Linked DNA regions of Sus scrofa: all the other regions are linked to region 3. Evidence: chromatin contacts called from public HiChIP or PLAC-seq data. All regions are on one chromosome and are shown on one strand. The core of a region is the stretch at or near the end of the contact, and the rest is flanking DNA. Distances in the headings are between cores, read along the strand shown. Region 1 has its middle 140 kb from the start of LPP. Region 2 has its middle 190 kb from the start of LPP. Region 3 overlaps LOC106508010 (a long non-coding RNA gene).

The links. HiChIP or PLAC-seq counts read pairs in DNA pulled down with a chosen protein or histone mark.
Region 1: an H3K27ac HiChIP or PLAC-seq map of alveolar macrophages shows a contact between it and region 3. The contact joins two enhancer-like sites. A contact is called at or near these places in 1 of 47 Hi-C or Micro-C datasets (liver) and 1 of 2 datasets of contacts at active chromatin or transcription factors (alveolar macrophages).
Region 2: a contact with region 3 is called in an H3K27ac HiChIP or PLAC-seq map of alveolar macrophages. The contact joins two enhancer-like sites. A contact is called at or near these places in 2 of 47 Hi-C or Micro-C datasets (embryonic fibroblasts and liver) and 1 of 2 datasets of contacts at active chromatin or transcription factors (alveolar macrophages).

The regions. Positions count from the first base shown.
Region 1 is chr13:125,639,786-125,643,552 of Sscrofa11.1, forward strand. No RefSeq gene overlaps it. Among named protein-coding and RNA genes, the nearest start is that of LPP, 140 kb to the right of the region's middle. Within about 2 kb of position 1,411, at least 20 of the 83 cell types and tissues checked have an H3K27ac peak or open chromatin away from gene starts, as enhancers often do. A contact at or near this core is called in alveolar macrophages, where this site is marked.
Region 2 is chr13:125,586,218-125,590,267 of Sscrofa11.1, forward strand. No RefSeq gene overlaps it. Among named protein-coding and RNA genes, the nearest start is that of LPP, 190 kb to the right of the region's middle. Within about 2 kb of position 1,389, at least 22 of the 83 cell types and tissues checked have an H3K27ac peak or open chromatin away from gene starts, as enhancers often do. A contact at or near this core is called in alveolar macrophages, where this site is marked.
Region 3 is chr13:125,430,643-125,434,412 of Sscrofa11.1, forward strand. LOC106508010 (a long non-coding RNA gene) reads left to right here. Exons shown (of 7, transcript XR_001304509.2): 1 at 1-1,675. Among named protein-coding and RNA genes, the nearest start is that of BCL6, 43 kb to the left of the region's middle. Within about 2 kb of position 1,754, at least 7 of the 83 cell types and tissues checked have an H3K27ac peak or open chromatin away from gene starts, as enhancers often do. A contact at or near this core is called in alveolar macrophages, where this site is marked.

The sequences.
Region 1 (3,767 bases), core at 161-2,660, 210 kb after region 3:
CTGATGGCCAGATCCTTCCTTCCCTTTTGACATAGTAAAGTCAGGGTGTCTCAGACTGGACATCCAGATGACCTCTTGCTGTCCTTCCAAAACCTAGATTTGAGCCTCATCTGGATCAAGATGAAGAACTGCCATTATTTCCCCACCAGCTCTTTAGTTTTTGCCCTCTCTTTCCACACTTTTTCTTCTTGCCTTCCTCCCAAATTACCAAATGCACAAGTACTCCAAACCACAGAATTTAAGAAAAAAAATTCAGGGCCATTTCTCTCCTACTTTCTAGTGCAGATTAACTCAGGATCATTTCAGCTCTTCCGCTACAGAATTCTAATCCATGTAATAATACCTCGGAACTTATTTTATTTATTTTTGTCTTTTTAAGGCCACACCCACAACATATGGAGGTTCCCAGGCTAGGGGTCGAATTGGAGCTGCAGCTACCAACCTATACCACAGCCACAGCAACGCCAGATCCTTAACCCACCTGAGTGAGGCCAGGGATCAGACCCGAGTCCTCATGTATATTAGTGGGGTTCATTAACCACTGAGCCACGACGGGAACTCCCAGAACTTATTTTAAAATATTTATCAACATACACTTTTCACCAACTCTTAGTGTTCTTTAGAATTTACATGGCTTTTCTCTCCATTTAAGTCAGATATCTCCAATGCATATCTTTGGCATGTTAATATCAGATTACAGCACAGAGAGGACCAGGGGGCTGCTCTGTGCAAAGCCTAAGAGGTCATCGTATTAATCAATTGGATAGAAGATTAATATATTCATTCAACACACACTTACTAATCACTTAACCTGAACTCCTGCAGTGCTTGAGATCCAGGAGCATGTACTTGTGATGAGAATACTATCCGCATCTTCCACTTAGACCGCGAGGCCCTTCAGAAGACTCTGATCTCAGCTTGCCACTCCCTGTCTTAGGACATTGAGCAACTCCCCTCCCTCCTCTGGGCTTCAGGTTCCCCATTGTGGCAGGTGGGTAAACAGAGCATTCTAAATCCTTCAATTCACCTTCTTCAAACTCAGTTCAGAAGCATGGATTAAGCACAGAACATAAGAGCTACTAGACAAGTTCAAAAAAAGGAGGGATCAAGTGTTATTTCAAAGAAATCAGGTCATTGCTGAAGCTGGGCGATGGGCACCCAGAATTTCACCATACAGCTTGTCCACTTATGTGCATATTTGGAAATAGCCCTACTAAAAAGAAGAAAAACAAAGAGAAGGAAACCCAGCAGGCTTCACATAGCAGGTAGCTGCTGAGCAGAACTGCAGCATGGGTAGGATTTCAATGAACCGACACTGGGTCAGGGGCCATTCCAGGCTGGGGCACATCGTGAGCCAAAGCATTGAGACTGGAAAATATAAGACATTCACAAAGGACTGGGAGTGGTCATGTGTGGCTGCAGCTCAGGATGCAAGAGGGGCGGGGAGGGAACCCAGCTGGAAAGGTATCATGGAGTCAGAGCTGAAGGGTCTGGAGAAACAGAGTGTTAAACTCAATTCCAAGGGAAAGTGACTTCACTGGTTAAGCTCGAGTTGGCTCTACCCCTTGTCAGTCAGGCCCCGGGAGAAGGGCCTGTGGCAGAAACTGGCGGAGAAGGAGGCTGGCAGCACCACCAGGCTTGTTTCTTCACCAGGAAACAAGGTTTCCTGTAACTCAGACCCATGAATCAGCATTTCCTCTGTCAATAATACACAGCAAGAAAGGCAACAGCACCGGGCTGGGGGCAATGGAAGAAAGGAAGGAATATTCCATGACACGGCTAGGCTCTGTTCTCTTTTCCCCTCATGAAACACTCCTGATAAGCTCCCAAGTAACACTCGGGTTTCATAAGATAAGTTCCTCAGACAGCCTCACGGTAGCACATGAAAATTAAGTCCTACAGGACACCCAGCTCTCTTGTCATGTTATGAGTTTCTATCACTGTTGGTTAAGGAAGATCACGTTCAAATTCTTTCATTATGTGATAACTAAACATTAATATAACAGTATTTTATTCCTGCTGGGGTTTGAGTGTGTGTGCGATTTGCCTTTTAGTTTTTACACACCCCTGTGCAATATTTTGTTTGACTCTCGTGATAATCCTATAAGGTGCAAAGGGGACATTATACCTATTTCACAAGGGCAGATGCGCAGGCAGGGAGATGGAATGCTTCTTCCCCGGCAGATCTGTTTTAAAGATGCCAGAATTGATACCAACTCCTCAAACTCCATTCAGAGTTTCTTTTTTAAAAAAATTTAAGGCTATGCTCCATTTATAGTTATTATAAACATTGGCTATATTCCCCCATGTTGTACGATATATATCTGTGTAACTTATTTTATATCTAATAGTTTGTACTTCTTAATTTCCTCCCCCTGACCCCTCTCGCCACTGGTAACCACTAGTTTGTTCTCTGTATCTGTGAATCTGATTCTTTTTTGTTATATTCACTCGTTTGTTTTATTTTTTAGATTCCACATATAAGTGATATCATACTGTATTTGTCTTTCTCTGTCAATTCAAGGTTCTTTTCAAGATCACAGACTTTTAATTAATTATATCAATTAACTGTTCATTTTAAATATATTTTACAAGTATTAAATTAATTAATACTATACTTAATTTATTTTTTTTATTTTATTTTAATTTTTGTGTGTGTGTCTTTTGTCCTTTTAGCGCCACATTGCGGCATATAGAGGTTCCCAGGCTAGGGGTCCAATCGGAGCTGTAGCCACCAGCCTACGCCAGAGCCACAGCAACACCACATCTGAGCCGTGTCTGCAGCCTACACTACAGCTTATAACAACACTGGATTCTTAACCCACTGAGCAAGGCCAGGGATCAAACCCGCAACCTCATGATTCCTAGTTGGATTCTTTTTTGCTGTGCCACCACAGGAACTCCCAATCCTGTATTTAATTTAATATATATATTATATATACAGATGTCTTCCTAGCACCAGAAGAATTTCATTCACTCCCTCATCCCCATGATGCATTATGGACTGCCCACTACATGCCACGCTCTCTTCTAGGCACATTCAATAGTGACCAAAATGGACAAAAGTCCTGCCTTCCTAAAGCTTCCATTCTAATTGAGGCACTCGGACAGAGACTGAGATAAAAGTAAAATACAGAGTATGTTAGAGAGTTATACATGCCTTGAAAAATAAAGAAAATGAAGGTTAAGAAGCATTGGGGGGGCTGTGATATGATTTTACCTATGTTGTTCGGTGACCATCTCATTGAAACGTGATGTTTGAGTCAAGACCTGAGGAGGTAAACAATTAAGCCACGGGGACAAATGATGTTCAGGCTGGGGGAATGTCAGCAAAAAAAACAGCAAGTGCCAACACTCTGAGGCAGTACCTTCCTGGCATGCGTGTGAACTGAAGTTTGGCACTTGCCATCAGCCAAACATGATGGAGTAAAACATGAGCCAGTGCTGCTGCCAACCCACAGCGCCCCCCAAGGAGAGCTCAGGGTGGAGACCAGGAGTGAGGTACTCTATGCTCTGGGAAAACTGGAAAAATAGGTCCTCAGATAGTTAGATATTTTGGGGAGAAGATTTTATGATTCCACTCCTTGCATCTCCTCATATCTAGAAAAACATTAAAACCCTTCACAGTGATGTCTGCTCCTCGTGACTAGTAGTAACCTTCCTGAGACCAGCAACAAACTTCTGTAAAATGTGTGCCTGGCTGCAGGTACCTCCCCCTTCACCTTTATGACTTATATCTTGATAGACCCCCTTTCCTGTTTGGGGCA
Region 2 (4,050 bases), core at 139-2,638, 160 kb after region 3:
CTTTCATGAAGGGAAACTAAGATAATATACAAGGGCTTAGCACAGTACCTAGAACATAGTAAGAACTGAAACAAAAGTTAGCTATCATAATAACCATAATCATAATGTTGTCAGCATTTGGTCTATCTTAAGTCTTTCCTTCCACACAGCCTTCTGTAACCTCCCAAACAACAACTAGTTCTACTTCTTTTGAAATCTCCCTGTACTCTGGCTATCCTCGTCTTATGCATAGTTTTAGCGTGATTTTCCCACTTAATCTGTCTCCTTCCTTGGAAGCAGAAACTGATCTACCTCTGAATACTTTGACTCATCTAAAAATGAATCACAGGTACACCGTAAAGATTTCTTTTATTCAGTGTTCCTCTGGATGGAGGGCCAAAGAAAGTCGATGGTGAGCCTGAGCTGCTTGGGAATAACTGGTCTCTCCAGAATTGAGACAGAGCAACTCACCCTTGGATTCTGCCTACGTGGATACACAGCACAGCCTGGGCAGCCAAAGGGACCAATAGGACAGCTCAGTGAACTTTGCCCTCATGCCCTATTATCCTACTTCCCAAAGCCTGGACTAGTGCTATTCCTGGTGACCAGAAAGAACAGGGGAAGTGAGTAGGAAAAAGAAAGTGCTGCATTTACCACTGGCAATCTGCTCAGGAAGTGGGAGAATGGGAAGGGAAGAGGTCCTATTTTCTGAGACTTGGGGAAGGCAAATGAGAGTGGGAGAGAAATGATCTTTGGCTTATATTCTTCCAAGCTCAAAGGGAAGATGCTGCCCTCGTACATGGAATTGATTAGGGAAATCCTAGATACACGGAGCTCCACAGCTTGCTGTGGGTGAACTCAGAGGTCATCCCAGCTTTCTGATTCATCCAAATTGCAAGCCTTGGTCGGCAGGCAAACTCTTCTGCCCCAAGCTTTACCTCGTTTGAAACTTTCCCTGTGTTGCTATTTTGGCCAGAGCTAAAGCCTGGCCTCAGAACTCAGCGGCTCTAGGCTGTAGGTCAGTTCACTCACAGTGGCTGTCCCCTCTGAATTCCAATCTGAAGAGACAGGCTGGCCAGTCCTGTACCTCCCAGGAGTCTAGATTTGAAGGGAGCCCCTGAGATCATGCAGGTTAGTCTAACTCTGGCCCAGCGAGGGAGGGTCACACCACTGGACAGCCGAATGCAGAGATCTGGCCCCCCCAGTCCAGTGCACTTTCCACTCACCCAAGAAGCCCCCACTGGCTGTTCAATTCAAGGACATAACCCACAGAGAAAGGAGGAGATTGTGAAATGCTTCCACTAGAAGTCCAGGGCTGGCTGAAAGCCCAGTAAGTTCTCTCCCACCTCCTAACCCAGTCACTTTTCAGCAGTTTTTCATCCCACTCGTTCGTGCTAGCCCTCTTTTCTATGAGGTCAAGGCCTGGCTTCCAATGAGCAGCTCCGAGAGCAGCCGTGCTGACTTCTGCTCGGACCTTCCGGGACAGCTCCGCTGGCAAGACCTTTCCATTGAGCAACCACCTTGTGCAAACTGACTCTTCCTTGCCCTCCAGTATTACTCGGCAACTCTGCGAAACAGTAACCTGACGGTTTATTTTTATTTCAAGCTTGCGATTGAAAAGCTGGCTGTGTATTTTTTCTTCTTTCCCTTGAGGAAGTTACTAGGGACCCGGGGGACTTTTGGTCTTCAGCTCTTGACAACTAACTCGACACGCCCCCAACTTTTGCTAGCCCCCAGTCTGTACCAGGTGACACAGGACATGCCAAGGAGGGAAAAGGAAATCCCTCCAGAGGGAAGATACCCCCTAAATGGAGACTTGCCTCTCACTCAACACCCAACTGCTCAACCCCAGGGCCACCAACCGACTCATGCTTCCACCGCATTCTGGGTCATTATCCCCCATTTGTTCTGCAGCTGTATCATGCACAAAGCATTTTAACCTCATCAAATGTGGTGTCTAGGACCTCCCAGAGGGGCTGTCAAGGCAGCTGTTTATGTTAGAGCAGAGACAACCCTATATAGTTATGTAGGTATCTGAGCAGGACTGACTACATTTACAAAGAGAGCAGCATAGTCATCCTCCTGACTCTGAGTCCTTTGCTCCTTGTGATCTTTCTTCTCCCAACTACTCTCCTTATTCTCCATCCTGCATAGTTGGCTAAAAGGAGCTTCCTGGATCACCATTTTTCTCCGACACCTCCTGCATTCACAAAGCTTCAGACACTCCTCCTGCCTACAGGATAAACTTCCAGTGACTTGGCTGGTCTTTAAAGGCCCTTCCCAGTGGGACTCAAAAGCGTTCCTTCAACATTAGTTACACTGCTTCTGACTGGCGTGTCTCACTGAATTTCCTACAATGTCCTCTGCACTTTTTAAAACTTTGGGCCTTGGAGTTCCCGTCATGGCTCAGTGCTTAACGAACTCGACTATATCCATGAGGATGAGGGTTTTATCCCTGGCCTTGCTCAGTGGGTTAAGGATCCAGCATTCCCATGAGCTGGGTGTAGGTCACAGGTGCAGCTCAGATCCCACATTGCTGTGGCTGTGGCATAGGCCAGCAGCAACAGATCTGATTCAACCCTTAGCCTGGGAACCTCCATATGCCACAGGTACAGCCCTAAATAGACAAAAGACAAAAAACAAAAAACAAAAAACCCACATACTTTGGACCTTAATCCTCTGGCTGCTCCGGACCTCATTCCCCACACTTCAACCCAGGCCTGCCCTTTAAGATGCTGCTTCATTAAGGGATACCTCCTGCTAGAAGTTTCCCCTGGATACCTGGATACCGCCAGCCCACAGTGAACTCTCCCTTGTGACATTCCTCAACCTGCATCAGCCACACTACTCTTGCGGCCTCAGTGCAAACTTTAATCAGGCAGGATTGAAGCTTGCCCTTACCTGCCACCTCCCACCTCAGCCCAAGGTTGAGCTTTGCACATCAGAAAAGAGTCAGTCACACACATCCATTGGTGGTTCTCTGCTAAATACCACATTCAAGAGAAGTTGGGGGTAGGATTTGCCTTCTCATGACTAAACAAGTAAGAAACACAGAAAAAAGTTTGGATCAAAAGTAAAAAATCTTCTATAACTAAAGTATTTAGTGTACCTCTTCTCTCAGAGAAGGAGGAAGACTAGGGAGGAGAAGAAAGGGGTGGAAAGGGATGAGGGATAGTTCAAGTTCAGATCAAAGGGGCCTGGTTCCCGTCTCTGGCTCCTTGGGGACCCTATAATGAACATACAGCACTGCGGGCTACTAGGGTGTCCTTGTCCCCTTCACCTTGGATTCTCAGTTTTCTCAGCTGGAGAATGTGGGTGATTTCCCTTGCCTGGCCCATCTCACTGGATAATGGATGCAAAAGTGCTTTGTAAGAATAAATGCTAGACCTACATGAGGGATTGTTAATCTCCAAAGCTCAGGCCCTGTCCTCCTCCCTGCTCCTGCCCAGTGTCTTTCCTCTGCTAAAATCCATGAGGCCATTTGGATCTACAGAGGAGCAAATGCTCCCTTTGGTACCTATGCTGTTGACTGATGGCCTTCTGATGCTGGAAATGTCCCATGATCCTTGAACTATTATTAGGGATGGTTACATTGGCAGAGGGAGGCTATAAACAGCCAGCATGGCCATTATTAACCTTTGGGTTTCCCATTTCAGTAACTGGCTTCAAAATAAAACCTTTCCTTTGAAGAGAGTGCCTGCCTGCAGTTCTTCACAACACACTGAAAGGAAAGGGGATTGCACTTTGCAGGACTGGGGAATTTGTCTTCTGTGAGTTAGTTCAGCCCCAGCCCTTAACCCTGGAACATTAGTTCCAAACTGCTACTTGAGCCTTGAAGTTCAGCCAAGTTGAGTATACTTCTGGGTGTCTCTGTTGCTGGCTCATTGGAGCCTCAATGCCCTGCCCCAGGAGAAATGGCCATGACAGCAAAGGGGGCGAATCTCAGGGCAAAGCAAGGGGGGAAGGGAGGGAGGAGTTTGGGGCTGAGGGACTCTGGGGTTCTTGTTCCCAAGTCCATGTCTGCCTCAGAGCTACCCATGGGAATTTACCCTCCCACATTTTCATTTGAAA
Region 3 (3,770 bases), core at 504-3,003:
TTGGGACAGGCACTATAGAAAGTTCTATGGACTAGAGGAAGGAGCCAGCCTCTCCTGGTTCCCCATGTGACAACCTGGCAGTCAATCCTGCTAACATACCTTTTAAGATATCAGTATACAACAACCACTACCAAATATACTGCAAACACCATCCAATTATATCTGCATGCAAATATATCAAAATTATCCTTCTCATCAGAACTGCTCATTATGAAGCATCTACTATGTTCTAGGCACTTGATATAACTTATTAGCCCAATCCTTTATATACCTTATTTAGTTCTGTGAGGTTGGTGTTATTATGATTGCTTTTCATATGAATAAACAAAGGCTCAAAAGCCACCTGGCCAGTGTGGCAGAATCAAGATTTGGGTCTCAGTCTTCCTGGCTCCAAAGCCTGTACTATTTTCACCATAGCCACCATTCCCTAGAATATCCCAAGCCCATTCCTGGGCTCTGCTGCCCACCAACAAGCCCCAAACATTTTCTGTGGCTAGTTCTGGTGTGAAATAAACTTGAGGGTTTGGGGGAAATTCCTAGACTATTCAATTGAGTTATCTCTTCAGACAACTTGAGAAGTAGCTCCCTCTTTTACTGGTGTGTTCTTTTGTTTAAAGCATCTTAAAGAAAACAGGGTAGAGAAAGACCCTAGCATCTGGTGTGGAGTTGCAATATTTGATAGGTAAACATAAAGAAATAGAAATAATAGCACTTTGAAAATATTTATTCATTAGTCATAATTTTTTAAACTGCTGTTTTTACTAAAACATGTTTACAGTAAAAGACTATCTGCAAAATATAAAATCAGAACTTTTTTTTTTCCCTTGAAGTAGAGTTAGGTCCAGGATCTGGTTATAAATTCTTTGCACAAATAAGTTTTTTCTTTCATGTATGTGTTTTTAAATATACATTTGTGGTTTTAAATAGGAAAGAAATACAGGGGTTAAATCAGCATTTGCCTTAAAAAAAGAAACACCTATTTTCTAGGTTAGAGTAACATTTAAATACCAACAGTAGATCATGGATTCTGATAGATGCAATGGTCTGGTGAAGTGAGGGAAAATATAACTGCGTGGCTTTGGTGGAATTATTTGACGGCCCCATTAAAGTCCACAAACATGGAAAGTCATGATCCATGTGGAGCTCTACTACAAAGGACAAGGACAATTGTAAGGCATTTTAGAGAAGCTAGCCCCTAGGCCAGTAAGAGCACTATCATCTTAGCAATGAAGTAATTATAAGATGTAAGATGTATGGTTTCTCTCCTACTTCATACCCACGTGAAATGTAAGCATCCTCTCTTCCTTCTAAAATTCACTAGGGATTCTTCAGTTCAAACGTACCATCAGAATCAATGGTAGAAGTATAATAAAAATTGCTAACCTTGAGTGAGTGCTTCTATAAGCCAGACATGGTTAAATGTATGCCTCTTTCAGGTATTAACTCTTTGGTCTTTACAGCAACTCAGTGAAGGAGTTGTGATTGTCTGCACTTTCCTATATGCACAAATTTGCAGAGTGGCTCCAGGAGGAAGATTTCATGAGAGTGAGGCAGTGACCTTGAGAGCCTGGGATCTCCCATCACAGTGCTGCCTGGCCAGCCTCCAGCCCTGGCCAGTGATGGGGTCTCCATTCCTCAGTCTGTAGCCCAAGCAGCAAGGGTGAAGTGGATTGTGGTAAGTATTTGCGCAGGAGCTTCGTGGTTTCAGCCGCCTGGATGCCACTGTCTTCCAGACAGAGCTTCCTGTTTTGATGGGTGAGTCATCACTCACTCTTCATGATTTTCAGCTATGTTTCCTCTTTAAGGGGAGGATCCCACTGTTCAGCATGAAGCTTACCTTACTGGTCACTTCTGAATGTTTTTTTGGTCATCCCCTGAGCTTGAATTATTTTTGCTTGGCCAATGTTTGGTCTTTCTCAGACTTGAAAAACACCAGTCAATTCTCATCTTCCTAAAATGTAAGCACCCACAGACCAGGACTTATGTCTGATTTATTCTTTATTCTATATTACCTTCCCAGTATAACTCAGACTTTTGATAAAGCCTAAAAGAATAAATTGTGGTGAGTAAATGTCGAAAGAATGAGTGAAGGGGGTTCCTTTTGAGAACATTCTAGACTTAGCAGTTCCCTGACATCTGCTCTTGTACTGACTGTTTCCATCATGAACTCTGCAAATATTCCTTGAATGGCCATTAGCTGAAAGAGAACTTGAAGTTCTGTGCATAGAATGGGAGTATGTATGCTTGAAGACTCATATTTTTTCATTCATTCACTCAGTTGATAAGCATTTGCTGAGTACATCTTATGCTAAGAACATGCAGGATGCGGAGGCATGGATGTTAAGAACCGTGGATTTAGATTGGAAAGGTCTAATTTCTAGCTTGACTTCTCCACTAAGTAGCTGTGTTCTTAAGTGACTTTCTTCACCATTCTGAGCCTCTGTTTCCTTATTTGCAAAATGAGGAAAATACCAGTATCAACATCCTCTGTTAGCTGTGAGGATTAAATGAGATCACACCTGTTAAGTGCTCAATAAATCTTAGCATTCGCTATTATAATTTCCCTGGTAAGTGAAACAAAGAGGAATTAGACCTAATCCTTCTGAGGGAACAGACAAATCTATGCAAATAAACACTTTTAGAATATGAGGTACAAATAAAACTGCTAGGGATATTCAGATTAAGTCAAGATGATGTACAAACAGGGAAACTCAGAGACAGCATTCTTCTCAGAGAAGGCTGCAATTAAGCAGTTTTGGATATGCAGACATGTGGGGGGAAAGACATTCCAGGAGATGGAATTAACCCAAGAAATAAAGGGAAATATTAAAGAACAAGCCAATACTCTGGGCCCCTGAGTCACTGGGCGATTGCTTTGCCTGGACCATAGAAGACGTTAAGGGAGATAGGAAAAGAGGTGATTGGAGAACAAAGGAACTATCCCGGGGAGGATCTTGAAAACCAGTGAGTGAGTTTGGGTTCCATTCTCTGTAGACTGGGTGTGTATCTGTGGTTTTCTGTGCATCATTCACTAGTTTCATTTTTGTTTCCTGTCGATGGGAAAGGTCACCTGTGTCCAAAGCCTTTTAGATTTTAAGTTATTGATTCCTTCATGTTTGAGATGTTCAATCACCTCTGAATGTTCTTTAACCTCCTTCATGTCACTGGAGTGACTCAGGAATGCTGTGAAGTAAACCACACAGGGAGATGAGGAAGCTCACACAGATAGGGAAGATAACCCATCTGCGGCAAGGATTGGTACTTGGATGGACTGGGATGTGAATGTCATAGCTTCTGATTCCAAGACTTTCTGTTTTCTGAGGTGGGAAAATGCAAATATACTGCAAGATGAAAGCCACGGCCATGTTGCCTGAATGGCAGAGAAGAGAAATTTTAATGACAGGGCTCTCCAGCTGGAGATGACTTCTGCCACCATGGCTGCTTTCTTTTGTTGTGATTTGCAGCAGTAAATGCTGTGCAAAATGGAATCAGCTCTAGACATTTCCCCGCTTGACTGGCTTGGACTAGTGGGTACATATCCTCTGGCCTCCCCCCAGGTTTCTTAAAGGGCTTCAAAAGAAATTGATAGTGACTATACTCTGGGGTTATTTATAATGGAAATCCAGTCTCTTATTCCTCCAGACGTCTACAGATGAGTTGGGCTCTTAATCTGAACCTTGGGGAATCAGAGGCCCAGTTAGCTTTATTTAGCTTTCAGGACATTGGTTTTTGTTTTTGTTTTTGTTTTTTGAAAGAGCTCAAAGTTCCAC